Linked DNA regions of Anas platyrhynchos: region 1 is linked to region 2. Evidence: chromatin contacts called from public Hi-C data. All regions are on one chromosome and are shown on one strand. Each heading gives the region's core, a stretch centred on a gene start, on an enhancer-like site or on the middle of the called end of the contact. The rest is flanking DNA. Distances are from core to core; before and after follow the strand shown.

Evidence for each region. Hi-C and Micro-C count contacts between places; a contact is called where the count stands out from the background.
Region 1: a Hi-C map of skeletal muscle shows a contact between it and region 2, with 1.7 times the contacts expected there. The contact joins the promoter of ZBTB44 here to the enhancer-like site in region 2. A contact is called at or near these places in 2 of 8 Hi-C or Micro-C datasets (skeletal muscle and small yellow follicle).

Annotation. Positions count from the first base shown.
Region 1 is chr25:4,589,777-4,592,794 of IASCAAS_PekinDuck_T2T, reverse strand. ZBTB44 (zinc finger and BTB domain containing 44) reads left to right here and starts at 1,675. Exons shown (of 6, transcript XM_027444403.3): 1 at 1,675-1,961.
Region 2 is chr25:4,520,903-4,523,778 of IASCAAS_PekinDuck_T2T, reverse strand. No RefSeq gene overlaps it. Among named protein-coding and RNA genes, the nearest start is that of ST14, 33 kb to the right of the region's middle. Within about 2 kb of position 1,333, at least 3 of the 8 cell types and tissues checked have an H3K27ac peak or open chromatin away from gene starts, as enhancers often do.

The sequences.
Region 1 (3,018 bases), core at 426-2,925, 69 kb before region 2:
TGTCACCACAAAACGCCCTCAGCTCTGCACTTTTTGGGGTAGCATTTGGAGGGGCAGGGATGGTAGCCCTGATTTTCATTAATCTTTATTAAACCACAGATGGACAGGACCAGATTCTTCCTTGCCTTGCAAATCATATCTTGTTTATCAGCTGAAAAAGGTGGCAGCAACCTGTGTGCACACATGCACAATTTGCCCAAATCAGTGCTGTTTTGCTCTTGCTTTTCACCAAAGTAACTTGCAAAGGAGCAGTGCACCGGGTTTACCCTGCAGCTCCCCGCAAATGCAAAGCCAGAGGAAGCCAAAGGAGAATGAAGCAGCAGAGAGCAGGATCCCAGAGCCTGCAGGGGTTCTGCTCTCCCCCTGGTTTTGCAAGTAACCAGCAAAAAAATAGTCCCAGGGTTTTTACACCAGCACAAGGAGTTTGGCCTTATTTTTTGTTGTTGGTGGTGGTTTTTTTTTTATTGTTTTTGTTGTTGTTTGAGGAGCAGTGCGGTGTTTTCCAGGGGCCGCTTTAAAATATTTTACCGCTGATTAACGTTCTTGGACGGTGGCCTTTCAATCTGTTTCCTGCCTCAATTTACTGAGCACTTATTGCAATAAATTAAATAAATAAATAACGTGACCACGGAGAAAATGGCCGCACTAATCACCTCAAATTAAACTGCGCTTACCCCAAGTTAGTGCAGATTTGGACCAAATTACAGGGGTGGATTAACTTGAGGCTCATTAACTCCCAGCTCCATTGGGGTAGATGTAAACTGCAGGATTCTGCTCCCACGTGTGGCTGCGCTTTGTGTGCTGGGGCAGCTGCCTGGGGGGCACCCACTGGGAAAGGGGCCTGGGGTCCTGGGGGTGCATGCATGGGGGTGTGCATGGTCTGGGGGTGCACACACTCGGGTGTCCTGTGTGCACAGTCCCTTTCTATGCATGCATGCTGCAAAGTGCTTGGTGTGCACTGTCCTGGTCCATGCATGCATTGGGGTGTCCTGTGTGCACGATCCATGGGGGTGCACACACCAGGGGGTCCTGTGTGCACAGTCCCAGCTTATGCATGCACACACTGGGGTGGTTGGGGTGCGTGGTTCTGGGGGGTGCTTGCACCGGGGTGTTCCATGTGCACAGTGCTGTCTGTGCATGCATGCAGCTGGGCATCCCATGTGCAGTCCTGGTCCTTGCATGCACTGGTGTGCCTGGTGTGCATATCTGGGGGGTGTCCATGTGCACAGCCCCAGTCTGTGCATGCAGTGGGGTGCCTGGGGTGCATGATCCCAGGGGGTGCATGCACCGGGGATGTCCTGTGTGCACCGTCCTGCCCGTGCATGAATGAATGTGAGTATCCCGTGTGCATGGTGCATGCACGCACCGTGCAAACCCATGTGCATGGTCCTGGTCCCACGTGCACAGCCCCAACCTGTGCATGCATGCAACTGTGCACGGTCCTGGGGGGGCTGCATGCACCGCGGGTGTCCCGTGTGCACGGTCCCGCTCTGTGCATGCAGTGAGGCGTGCAGGGTGCACGGTCCCAGGGGGTGCATGCACGGGGGGTGCATTGGCTGCCCCCAGCCCCGCGCGCTCCCCGCCGCCCTCCCCGCGCCTGCGCCCTGTGCCCCTCCCTTAGCCCCGCCCCCTCCCCCTTGGCCCCGCCCCCGGCCCCGCCCCGCGCGGAGCACTGTGGGACACAAACACGGCGCCCCGCGCCCCGCGCCCCCTCCTCCCCCTCCCTCCCTCCTCGCGCCCAGCCCCGCGCGCGCCGCCGCCCCCCCCCCTCCTCGCTCCCCCCCCCCCCTCCCCTCCCCGCCTGAGGGGGAGGCGGCGGCGGCGGCGCCTTCCTCCCGCCCACCCCCCTCCTCCTCCTCCTCCTCATCTTCCTCCTCCTCCTCCTCCTCCTCCTGCCGCCGCCGCCGCCCCGCCATGGCCCTGCCGCGGTAGGGGGCTCGGCCTCCTCCCGGGCCCCGCAGGTAACGGGGGGGGAACGGGGGTGATGAGGGAGGGGGGTGGGGGGGGGAACGGGAGGTGAGGGGGGGGGGAACCAACGGGCGCCGGGGGAGGGCTTTGGCTGCTGCACCGCGGGTCCGCCCCCGGCAGCGCCCCCCCGCAGCGCCGCGTGGGGAAGGGGGGGGGATAAAAACAAGGGGGGGGGCAGCGCCTGGTATGGACCCTGCTGGGCCCCCCCCGGGCCTGACACAGCCCCCTGTGCCCCCACAGCACCCTCAGAGCACCCGGTGCCCCCCCCCGGGTCTTCAGGAGCCCCCTCAACCCCCTGTGCCCCCCTCCCAGGCCTGTGGGGTCCCCTTGTCCCCCCCTCAGCCCCCCCGTGCCCCCCACAGCTCTGTCAGAGCCCCCCCGTCCCCTCCTCCGGGCCTGTTGAGACCCCCCCCGGGGCAAGCAGCAGCTGGGGAAGTTGTGCCTCCTGCCGCTGCTTCCATTTATTTATTTATTTCGTTTATTTATTTATGTGTTTATTTATTTATTTCCCCCCCCCGCGTGTGTTTATGTAGGAAGGGGAGCCCCCCCGGGCTGCAATGCCCCCCCTCTTGCAGCACCCCCTGCCCCTCTGCCCACCCATTGGGGTCTCCCCTGCCTCCCCGCTCCCCCTCCGCCTCTCCCCGGTTATTTTGGCTCCGGCCTGCCCTGCGCAGACACGAACACCGGCACCGGCACACGCAGGAGCTGGGGGGTTTGCACCACGCTCCCGGCTCACCAAGAGCTGTCGCCTCCTTGCCTATAGGCACCCACCCCAAGCGGGGCACTGCTGCCCGCCCGAGTGCCTCGATGCTCTTTCCATACGCAGGTTGTGCTGGGGAATGCCTCCGTGCTTGACCGCCGCAGCCCGCTCAAGCGCAGGCACCCCAGGAGGCTTCTCGCTGCCTGCAGAAAGCTGCTGAGGCTCTCCAGGCAAATAGGCAGGCACGGATCTCCCAGCAAAGCAAAGAGACGGCTCTGCCGAGCGCGTTGTACCTGCTGGCGAGGGAGGGTCTGTCTCCAGGGCCTTGTGCAACGGGTGTCGCATCGCCT
Region 2 (2,876 bases), core at 84-2,583:
AAGCAGCAGGGTTTTCATCGCTTCCCTTGGGAGGCCTGGCAGTTTTCTTGCCATGAGAGCTGTTTTCCTAATGCTCCACCTGATCTGTTCCTCTCCCTGATTCCAGCCCCACAGAGTGGCCAGCAAAAAGCTACGGTGGGCTAATGCTCATTAGGTTATATGAGCACTGGTTAACTCTTTCTGGGTGGCTTTGATGCTTGTCCTAAGCAAAAAGGAGAAATTTGGATATTTGGAAAAAGGATATTTGGAAAGGAGAATGTTATGGTGCTGGAAAGGAGAATATGATGGTGCTGCGATGGTGACACTTGTCTCAAAGACATTGATGGTGTAAGTAGTACGAGTCCCAAGACCTGTGGTTCTTACAGGATTTAGAGGTTCATGGAAGGTTTTCTTCTACAGCATGTAAGCATACCTGTAGCTGGTGAAAACTGGTAAAATTACCCCTGAAATGTTGAACTAAATGACAACCTGAACGTGCAGTAGTGGCTGTTCTTTATTTTGGGGCTTTGCTTGTGCCTAACACTTCTTCGAGAAGCTTGTTTTTTCTTAACAAGCTGGAGATTTTCCCATGGATTGCTTTCTTTGCTTATCCTGTCTGTGCTGCCAATGCTGTGTAACCAGTAGCTTGACTCTAATGCTGAAGTAGTTCTTAAAATATCGTCTGCTAACTGGATTGGTCACGATGGGATAAAGCCATCTTCCATGAAGGATGAGCGGGATCAGGCCTTGGAGACGCTGTCAGAGGGGAGCCAGCACAAGAAGAAGAGAATAAATATTTAAAGTGTGGTTATGCAGGGGACAAAACTAGATGCAAATCTAATGGTCCCCAGCTCAGATAACTGCAGAAATGTTTAGGGCAGAAAGCTGGTAGCAGTTGAGAGGTCTGTGGTGGTGTAACACAACGTGATGGGCAGCTTGGTATTTATTTTGTCTGGGGTTCCCCAGGAGGCTGTTTTATGCTTTATCCAAAATGAGTAAAAGGGTTCTCAACCTTTCTTCTTTGACCAGACGTGGGGAACAGCCCTGTGTTCGTGTCTCTGCCAGGGGGATGGAGGGCACTTGGTGTGTCTGTGTCCCCTGGCAGCCCCACCAGCCTCGGTGTGCACCGTGAGGAGGTTTCTCCGCTCCGCTGAGCGCCACGGCCGTGGTGCTTGCTGCGGGTGGGCAAAGCCAAGGAACATGACTAATGGGTAACATAAAGAACCACCTTCCCTGCAGCCTGATTCACCCGATCCTTGCACAGATTCAGTCTTTCCTTCAAGGAATGTTTGATAATGCAGCGCGCACCGCTGAGATCACCCTTCTGGCAAGTGCCTGCTGTGGTATGAGACCCAGTCATCTGGCAGCACATTGCTTACTGCAGTCTCCAAGGCAACCCTCCATGCTGTTCTTCTTTGGAAGCTCTGTGCATTCGTAACGAAGCTGTCATCCCTCTTACTGTAAGTGCAGCAGATGTGAAAGATTTTACCTGTGCCAATGAACCCCAGGCCAGGACACTGCTGCTCGGAGGAGCGGCGCTGCGGTGGGCATCCCACCTCCCTCTGAAGGTTGCTGCCTGTCTGCTCGTGGTGCCACAAAATGTCTCCTGCCCTGCCTGCCGTGTCTGTAGCCAGCTGTGTTCGCACAAAGAGACCCTGAGGATCACACGAGAGCTCTGCTGAGGCAAGGCCTTGCGGTGCTGACGTGCCACAGAAAGAATTCGTCCCGGATGGCTGGTCCCAAGGTGGATTTACCAGTCCTGCAGTTATTTGCTTCTCGCTGACTAAAATGTGAGTCCTTCTGGTAGGGAGACAACCAAACTGCAGCTCACTGCCACGTCCCGTGGGAGCTGCTCTGAATTTCTTTCGAGCAGAAGCTGCCAATTGCTCAGTTTGGAGGCACAGCCACCCTCTGTTGTGGGTGCTTAACCTGGCAGGTCAGAGGGGCAATTGTCTGCCTCCAGCATCCCATCTGAAGTCCTCTGGGCTGCTCTAAGAGAGGTTGTAAATCAGGGAGGGCGGATGCCGTGTCCTCTGAGTAGGCCTGATAGATGCTCAGTGCTGGACTGATGAAGCTCATCAGTGCCATGCTGGCCTCTGCTAAAAGTCAGCCTGGAACTGAAAGGCTGCAGGTTTCATTCTGCCTGCTGCAGCCTCTGGAGAAGCTCTTTTCTTATGTTTGCTTTTCTGGTTGGTCTGTTGGTCATACAGAAACCGGGGTCTGGCTCTAGCTGAGGGTATTGCAGTTCTTTGGGGTGAGCGAGGTAGGGGGAAAGTCCGTGCTGTTCATACAGAACGAACCACATCTCCCTGATAGATCCCATGCAGACCTAGACTGGAAGAATCTGTCCAGCTTCATCTGCTTGAAAGCAGGCATCTAATTTCAGCCCTTGATTTTAAGGTCACCAGTGCGGAGCGAGAGACTCCCAGCTCCTTGGAGAAAGCCAAAGCCCCTGTTGGAGCAGCCGAACTGCCTGGCAGCTGGAGTCAGACGAGGTGACGAGCCTTTGCCACAGCCCCTCCTGATCCCGGTGGGTGAGAGGTTTGTACAAGCTGGGGTCGTTCTCATTCCCTGCTGTGAGCTCCGGGAGAGACGGTGCTGGGTTAGGTGCCAGCTCCGGTGCTCTGCGGCGGTGGCTTGCTCGTCTGCTCCGCGTCCAGCAGCAGCTGCTGGGAACACCCCATAAAGATTGCTTGCTCCTGCTTTCTGACAAGCTCTGTGCTCCCAGACGTGGGCAGACCCCTCCACCTCGCACACCTCCATCCCTGCCCTGCCATCCTAGCCCTGGCTCTGTCCCAGTTTGTCTGCCAGCTGTGCCAGACCGCTGGGACACATGTCTTGGGGCAGGCGCTTTCCAGGAACTCTGTGTCTGCTGCCCTGTCTGTCTGTAGTTTCAC